2 separate regions of the Gossypium hirsutum genome follow, and region 1 is linked to region 2. A link is a contact called in public Hi-C data. All regions are on one chromosome and are shown on one strand. Each heading gives the region's core, a stretch centred on a gene start, on an enhancer-like site or on the middle of the called end of the contact. The rest is flanking DNA. Distances are from core to core; before and after follow the strand shown.

What was found. Hi-C and Micro-C count contacts between places; a contact is called where the count stands out from the background.
Region 1: a Hi-C map of leaf shows a contact between it and region 2, with 2.1 times the contacts expected there. The contact joins the promoter of LOC121212455 here to the enhancer-like site in region 2. A contact is called at or near these places in 4 of 34 Hi-C or Micro-C datasets (anther and leaf).

The regions. Positions count from the first base shown.
Region 1 is chrA13:88,063,205-88,068,029 of Gossypium_hirsutum_v2.1, forward strand. LOC121212455 (auxin-responsive protein SAUR71) reads left to right here and starts at 1,670. Exons shown (of 1, transcript XM_041085168.1): 1 at 1,670-2,572. The coding sequence starts at 1,879. The coding sequence ends at 2,310.
Region 2 is chrA13:87,924,334-87,929,180 of Gossypium_hirsutum_v2.1, forward strand. No RefSeq gene overlaps it. Among protein-coding and RNA genes, the nearest start is that of LOC121212431, 53 kb to the left of the region's middle. Within about 2 kb of position 2,193, at least 2 of the 9 cell types and tissues checked have an H3K27ac peak or open chromatin away from gene starts, as enhancers often do. A contact at or near this core is called in leaf, where this site is marked.

The DNA of each region.
Region 1 (4,825 bases), core at 420-2,919, 140 kb after region 2:
AGAGCAGAAAGAAATAATAGAAAAAAAGGCTCCAGTATAAAGATCTTCATTAATACGTAACCCGATTGTATACCATCATTGATAAACACAAGAGTAAGCGATATTCATTGGACCAGGAGTGCCCCTTCTAGTAAAAGTTTCCGCCACTGGTTGACCAAAATAAGAATCCCAAATTGCATGAGCAATCGACTTTACATGTAAAGGATCCTATATCCATGCCTCAAAATTTCCCTGCCAAGGTACATGAAACAGATTTTCGGAAGTCCACAGAAAAATTATTGCTAATTGCCCGAAGTGAGAAACAAAAATATTCTAATAAATACATTCCTCAATAATATCATCATGACTCTCGAAGTCATGCGCGATATTAATACCAAACCAAATACGACGATTAATGGGGTCCTGAGCTAATCATTGGCTAAACCTTGGAAATCTTAATGCCATAATGCCTTTCAAATCCTCCTAGATATTATCCTACTATAATAATTCTTGTTAAGAAGAATGCCCATGTTATGGCAATTCCACCCAGAAGGTAATGGGTTACCCTTACAGCACGTCCTTGTACAATGCTCAAGGCTCTAGACTGAGTAGCAGGAGCAACTTTTAATTTATTATGAGGCCAAACGATGGATTCAATATGTTCTTGCCAATAACCACATCCGCTGAATAGAAACATTAAACTAAAAACCCATACAAAATGAGCACCTAAGTAAAGAAGGCCATATGCAGATAATGAAGAACCATAAGACTAAATTACTTGGGATGCTTGTGCCCATAAGAAATATCGTAGCCATCCATTAATAGAAATAGAACTCTGCCCAAAATTTCCTCCTGTGATATGAGTTACCACCCCTTGATCACTTATAGTACCCCAAACATCTGACTGCATTTTCCAACTGAAATGGAATATTACTACTGAAATTGAATTGTACATCCAGAATAGTCCTAAAAAGACATGATCCCAAACGGTTACTTGACATGTCCCCCCTATTCCAAGCCCATCACAAGGGAAACGAAAATCGAGATTTACTTTATCCAGTACCAAATGCAAGCTGAGAGCAAATAGAACACCTTTCAGGAGTGTCAATACCGTCATATGAATCGTAAATGCATGAATGTGATGGACCAAAAAATCTGCGGTTCCTAATGGAATAGGTAACAAAGCAACTTTGCCACTTACTGCCACTAAATCACTGCCTCCCCAAGTTAAACTGGTGCTCGCTATTGCACTAGGTGCTGAAGTATGGGTGTTATATATGCAAAGTAATAATTTTTAAAAAAATAATTATACGATGAGATTTTAAGTTGAGAATGTATCAAAATTTTAAATTATAAGTGAAATTTTGGCATTCATATCAAATTTCTTTTACATAAATTAGTCGTTAATAATTTTCTTTCTTATGTTTTAGGATTAATTTAATATTATTGGTTAAAACTTTTATTATTATAAAAAGATGAAAAACATTTTTCAAAAGGCAAACATTCATAGTAGATCACCATCGTAGTTTCTATAATCAAACTAAAAAATGTATAAATTTAATATAAGATAAAAAGTAAATTCAAATAAAAAATGAAAGAAAGTAAAATAAAATAATGAGAGTAATAGTACCTGGCAAGTACTCCTAGTTGTACCCTTCTTTCTCTCTCATCAGCATGTCATCACTATCCTTTGTTTAATTCTCTCTTTCCTCCTCTTTATATATTGCGCCCCTCACTCTCCTTCCTCCCTACTCTCTCCCTCTCGTCTCTTCTCTTCTTCAACCAAAACTAAACAGCGACGAGGACTCCACAACCACGATTGGTACTAACTAATTGCTTCACCTTCACACTCGAAGATTCCACTTCTTTTCTTTTCTTTTCTTTTTCATAAAACGCCAAATGAAACAACTCATCCGCCGTTTCTCCCGCGTTGCCGATTCTTCCTCCCAATACAGGCTCCTCCGTTCCGACACCTCCAACAGAGAACGCGCCACCCCCACGCGTTCAGCCGAATCATTCCTCATCGCTGTCTCCTCGGTGAAAAAGCCGGGACGGCGGTCGGTTCCCCAAGGCCATGTGCCGGTGTATGTGGGGGAGGAAATGGAACGATTCGTTGTGAACGCCGAGTTGCTGAACCACCCGGTTTTCGTTGGGTTGCTTAATAAGTCGGCTCAGGAGTATGGGTATGAGCAAAAAGGGGTGCTTCGTATTCCCTGTCACGTGCTAGTTTTCGAACGGGTAATGGAAGCCTTGAGACTTGGGGTTGAGTCACGTGACCTTCAAGATCTGCTTCGTTCTTTCTCCGACGACTGTTGTTTTCTCGATTTCTAGGAGGAATAGAAAGGACATTTAAAACGCCGTCGTTTCCGCTTGTGTAAATATATATAGAAAGGTTAAAAGGAAGAAAACTGAAGAAATTTTTAGGGTTTTCTTTTTTTTTCTTTTTTTTTTGTAGTCCTTCCCTGTAAAGAGGACTGCACAGAAATGGAGAAATTGCCTTTTCCCCCTATATATTTGATTTAATTTCTTTTTCTTTGTTTAGAAATTCATTCTGAAAGGAAAGCCGAATGTGAGACAAGGTAAAGTTTGAGACTCTGACAGCTATCATTCATGTGCTTAGCGGTTATATAATGCAAAAATTTTTCTGTTTGTTTTGAAGGAAAAGTGAAAGGGAAAATTAGCAAATTTGAATTACAAAAACAATATTTTTAATTTCCTTTGATGCTTGGAAAATCACGAATAACCCCAAAAGAGGTTCTTGGTTCCATTCATTGTGAGGTTTTCCTGCACTTCACAAAATATAAATTATAGTCTTTCTTTTCTTTTATTTTTTTCAAAGAATTATACTCTTTATAGACAGTATAATTGGGATAATAATATAGGTTGAAAATCACAAACAAGAACAAAACAATAGGGGGCAGATCTCAAATTTGGCGAAACATTCGGTGATTATTGTCTACTCCAATGTATTCTGTGACGGTGGCTTGGGATCACAATGGAATGGAGGTAGGGGTAAAGAATTGTTGTTGGATAAAATGACTGATTTTCATTAATAGATTATATAATTAGAAGATAAACTAAACAATCATCATAGCACTTGTAATTAAGGAGTAGGGAATTGTTTTATTATATTAAAAACAGTGCTTCATGTCATTTTATTTCATTTATCATTTTTTAATTTAATAGTATGATATAATTATGTGATATTAAATTTCACAATTACTTTCACATTCATCAAATTCAAACTCTAAATACTGATTTAATCCTATAATTATTTAATTTAATATTATAAAAGGATATATCTATAATTTTGTTCATCAACATAAACTCGGTTTACATTATTCTTTAAATATACAACATATTCATACATATATGATGTTAGTATATAAATTTAGTACATATTAGAAATTAGCAGAGTCACCATCTGGAGAACTTTTTTTAAAAAATCATTAATATCAAATATAAGAGTTATTTTGGTGGTTTAAAATTTTAATTAAAAAGATACGTCTACTTTTTTTTTAAATAATTTATTTTTTTAAAATTTTAAATAAATTTGATAGGTTAAAAAGTTTTGGTTAAAAATATATAATTAGTTTTTAAAAGAAAAAAATTGATAAAAGACTTAATTATTTGTATATGCTTTCATTTTATAAATATTTTATTATTATTATTATTGAGTTAACTCATGATACTAAGTCAATCAAATATTTTATTGTAGTACAGATATTAAACAGGGTGTTAATAAGGGAATAGAGGTATCCAGGGGCCGGTCCCAACCAAAATCTTAGGCCGTTTGCTAGGCTCGGCCCAAAAAATAAGCTTAAAATTTTACTCAAGTCCTGTCGAATAAAAACTCTAAAACCAGGGCCTGACCCGTAATAAATTTTTTATATAATTTTTTTCAAAAATATAATACATCAAAAATACTAAACAACATTAAAATAAATGTTTCCCAACAACTTGAAAATAAATTAAAAAAATATGTATACTTAAACAACACTAAGATAGATGCAACTTAACAAACAAATGCCTCTAAAATATTAAAAAAATTAACAATAAAACAAGAATTATACAAAGTCTAAATAATAACAATAAAATGATAGTAACATAATAGTGAAATTGTAGCAAAATAGTGAGAAAACAATAAAATAGCAGAAAAACAGTAAAAAAAAAGCAAGAAAACAACAACAAAAAAATAACAGTTTTTTTTTACAAAATCAGGCCGGGCTGAGCTCGGGAAAAAAAACTAACCCGAGGTCCAGCCCCTTTTCTAAGCAAGCTATTTTTTTATCCAAACTCATTTTTTAAATTTATATTTTTACTCAAATTTTTCCATTTTTCGAGCAAATATTCAAACTAAACTGTACAGGTATATAAGAATACACAAGAAGCCAAAATTATTTATGGTTACTTTTTAGTTAATTCTAAAAATTAACTCACTCAAATTAATTTTTTTTAGCTCTCGATTAAATGGTGAAATTCATTTTTTACTTTTTAAAAATATTAATAATTCAATTTAAACTATCTTTAACATAAATTAGCTTTAATCTCCTAAAATTTTATAATATATTTGAAGCATACATAAAATAATATAAATGATAAAATAATAAATTTAAAAGTTGGGCGGAATTCCATGGTGTGAGTTTTTATGGTTACTTTATTACTCAAGGGGTGATAAGGATTTCGTTGGATCAAATTTTTAAAAAATAAATTTGAAGTTGTTTTTGTTAATTTAAATAAAAAAGAATAATTATAAAATAAATGAAAATGAATTATGAAATGATCGGAATAACTGCTTAACCATTTTTATTTGAATCAATTTTGTGAGTAGTGGTATTCCAACGTA
Region 2 (4,847 bases), core at 943-3,442:
GAATTAGGTTTGGATTGTATTGGGTTGTTGGGTTAATTTAGATGGGTATTTGGGGTTAGAATGCAATGGGCTAATGGGTATTGGGTTTGTTTTGGGTTGATTTGGTCTGGGCTAAAATTGACCTGTAACAATGTGTTAATTAAAATATATATTTTTTTATTAATATTTTAATAAAAATATAAATATATATTAACGAAATAATTTAATGTGAGGCAAAACTATTAAAAACCTCCGTGTTTCTTATATATATAGAAGGCATTTTATTTCCTTCATTTTCATGTGTAATGAGGTAGTTAGAAAAAATATATTAAAAACTTTTTCTTTCTTTTCTTTTTTCTTGCTTCATTTGGTTGTCTTTTAGGTCAGTCAATTTTAGTTTAAGTTTATTATGCATTTAAAAAAAATAACCAATTTTGATTTAAGTTCATCATGCATTTATATTTTTATAACTATGGCTAATCTATTTAAAATTTTCAAATTCAGTTTTAAAAAAATTAACCAATTTTGATTTGGGTTTATCATGCATTTATATTTTTATAACTATGGCTATTTTTAATCTATTTTGTGTAAATTATATGTGAATTTTCAATCAATATTTTTTTAATTTAAATTTTATCACATATATATAGACACTATCTAAATTTATATCATTGTGGTTCCACTCTTATAATTTTTTTAAGAAAATATAAATTATGAATTTATAATCTGTGTGAAATTTCTTGACTTCCCACTTAAATATTGGTTCCAAAATTCTCATTCTCTCTAGCTGAAAGCATCATAGCTCAATTTCCTCTTCCTTTTCTAATTGGGTAGGCACACTGTCAACATGAATATTATTTGATTTGTAATACGAGATATGATTTTTTTCCTTACACTTGTTTGGGGATTTGAACGTGTCAAATGCGAGAAACTCCCAAGTGATCTAATTGGACCAAAAAATGATTTATTGGTTTTTTGTCTTATCTGGGGAAAAATGACATTTCCAAGATAATACCAATGTCTTACTTGTTTAATACTCTAACCAAAGAAAGTAATATATAACTATTACATTCTTTTCAATTCACCTAACAAATAATGGGCTATTTATTGCTTAAGTTAGTACACTAACTTTTTCCCTTTAACATATTATCTTAGTAACCAGATAAAAAAATTTATAATCTAAATGAAGTATGTATATGATATCCATGTTGCAATCTATTGGCGGAATATTTATCTACCCATAAATAAATTAATTTGTAAACATCATTGTAAAAATATATATATATGCATTTAATTAAAAAAGAAAAAAAGTAATGCCTAACGTGTATTAAACATTGTAATAGTGTGTGTTTTTTCTCCATTATGACCAGACATAGAGTGAAAAATATTAATAAAATAATTAAGATAAATATATTCATTTAATTGATTGAAAAAAGTAGAGAAAATTAAGTTAATGATACATGTTGAATAATTAAAAGTCTTATCAACTGTAGATTTTATAAGAACTATACTGAAAATATTTGAAGGCATAAAATATAATTTTTCGCTTTTTTTTAATGAAAACCTGTGAAGCATTCAAATTTCCATATCCCAAATATTTAATACCGAAATAAAAATTAAAAGTTATTTGGCACTCTAGCTTTAGAAAAAAAAATTATTTTAATACTTTATTTAATTTTTTTGTATTTTTTATCCTTTAAATTAGCGTTATTTATCAAATCACTCTAAAATGAATTGAAAAAAAATTAATGTTTGTTAATTTTGCTAATGTGGCATCTATATGTATGCCACATCAGCAATTAATTAATTTTTTAAATTAAAAAATAAATTATAATTTTAAAAAAATTAAAAATCATTAATATTATTAAAAATTATAAAAATATCAAAAATATTTTTTAAAAATTTTAAAAAATAATTAATTGCTTAGTAGCATACACATGAATGCTACGTCAGCAAAGCTAACAAGCGTTAACTTTTCTATTCATTTTGAGATAATTTAATAAATAATGCAAGTTAAAGAGTTAAAAGAGAGAAAAATAAAATAGAGGACTAAAATGAAAATTTGTAAAGTTAAAGGGCCAAATAATTCAATATGCCAATTAAAAGGGGGGGGGTGGTGGAATTGAATTCATTTTGACTTCAACGCTTATAGTCATAGAACTGCTAACCATATCTGTGAGAAAATCCAGAAAAGCATGCTGATTGCTGAGCAGTCTTTCACAGCCTCCATAACCCCAAGTGGAGGGCACCACCTTCTTCCTAACTTTATCCAAGACTGACCACACTTCCCCTAATTAATGATACCATTTCTACGTCAACATTTACACATTTGTGGGCCATTTTTAAACAACGAATTGTTGCCTTTGTTTTCCAAATTAATAATTACTCAACAATTCTGTCCGTGATGGGGCATAGTACGGTTTCCCCGACTCAATTAACTATATTTTTCTGATCACTGAACTATCAAGACTTGCCCTACAACTTTGTCCTATAGTTTATTCCTTCGCATTGGATTTTTTTCCTTTCGTGGTCGGTGGGGTGATTGGGAGTTGTTAACCACATTTTCACTACCGCGTTAGAAAAACAAATTGAAGATGAGATTTGCATTATATGAGAATGTTGAAAACATGTAACTGAGTGAGTTGGTGAAATTTTATGTTTAATGCTGATTCCTCTTGCACTCTCCATCCAACAAGTCACGGTCTATGAGGCAAGAGACGGTGTCTGCTCAAATTATGGATACGACATTCAGATTGCCAGCCCCTTGATGTTCTAGGCCAAGTATCAGTTCCGCATTGCGCACATTCCAAAGTTACCGTAGATCAAGAAACTCGTAAAAGCTTCATGATCCATGATGCACAAAGTTCACTCCATCCAATCAATGCACTTGGAAACATTACACAAGAACAAATCATTATTAATATCTCCAAGTTGCAAAGTCTCTCGAGACATTGGGCAATCCCTAAGTGCATTCACCATAATCTCACTAGGAGCACCACACCGCTGACACCCATGGTCATTAGACATTGTAGAAGTGATCCTTACCGTTGTTGGAATGAACTCGCGCGTGTCTAAGTCTCCTCCCAAAGAGTTTGATTATTTTGACAAATTCTTCTATTTACTAATAGATTTTCGCAATAATCCGTATGACATAAATTCATCAGACCGTAATAAAAATTAATTATAACCTATCTTAATAAAGTATATACCAGTTATATAATAATTCTAAATCACTACATCGTCATGTTGAAACACAATATTAAATGAGTTACTATAAATTAATTTATTATATTTTTACTATAATCTAAATTGAATATTTTTTAATATTAAAATAATAATTTAGCATTGTGGTAATAATATAATACCACATGAAAATGAGAACACTTTACATTTGAATAATTATAATTTTTTTCATAATTTAATCTTAATTATTTCATAATACTAACTAATTTATATATTCCATGCATTCCATATATCAAAAAATAATTACTTAATAAATTATTTTAATATTTTATTATCATTTAAGTTCATATGTTTCGTAATAATATTAATAAAATTAAATATAATTTAAATACATAATTTTTACTTTACAATATCATGTTTATAATAGACATTTTATTTTTTCAAATATATTATTTGATAACAATGATAAAAACTGTCAAACTTTTTCAAAGTACTTTTTCACAATATTTTTCAAAAATACTTTTTAACCTCAATGATAAATTAGCATTAACTTGTGCATTCATAAATGCCACCTATTGTGAGGCAATGGCCTCTCATCCAAATTTATCATACCTCAACTATTCTCCCCAAATTCCCGCAGGATCCCCATTATTAATCTCCCAAAAGATTAGACCAGACAAAGCATTCAAAGCCGACAATATATTAGTCCAAATTAACAACTAAAGGCTTCTCCACTCTCTTAGGTTAGAATACAAGGTATGCTTATTATGAAGTAGTAGTCTCCACATTTGTTTTTCTAAGAGAGTAAGGTCAAAGAGCCATACATATCGAAAGCTAAGGCTCTCATACCTTTCGGCATTCTAACTGTGTCTTGAGCTAACATTCTCCACTCATGGTCTTCGTTTTTCTCTACCCACTAAAATCTACAAATAACAACAATTATAGCATTAGTAACCGAATTAGGGAGTAAGAACACACTTTTTTACATAAGTGGGTTATGCCTACAAGATCGATTTGACAAAAACTTCCTTGTTGCTATATATTAAGAACCATTTAAACCAACTTTGAATTCTTGGATGTGGCTTGCAAACACCTACTTGAATGCATTAGTTTTATTCTTACTCTCCATAGGAAGAAGGCCAAGATAATTATCAGAAACATGGCAATCTACTTAGCAGAAAAAATGGTGATGATTATTCACAGTGTGGGTGTCCATTATGGACGTCTATACCAACAGAGCCAAACACAAAGAACCACAATCAAGAGTGGTCAGGCAAGAGGTTCTGATATAATATCAAAAAGTATTAAATAACTCATGGATCTAGCAAATATAAAGAATGAATGAAAATGAAACCCAAAGACAAGAAAAAGGAAAATATAGTGAAAAATTGTAAAAGAGAAGGTTAAGATTGTTGATTACTTGTAGAAAAAAAAATCAAAGTGTGAGAAATTAAACCTTTTAGAACACATGAAAAATTGAATTAGATATGATGGAAATTGCAAGTGCTGAGCCCTCAACTGATAAACTTTACAATTTTGGAGCCAATTTCATCTGCTTTCACTAATAACCATAACAACTAGCTAGCAATTGTAAAACTAGAAGTCTCAAAAGAGACATCTATTTCTGTTTTGCATCCGTATCTAATATCTCAAGTTTTGTTTCACTCAAAATTTTCATGTTTTAA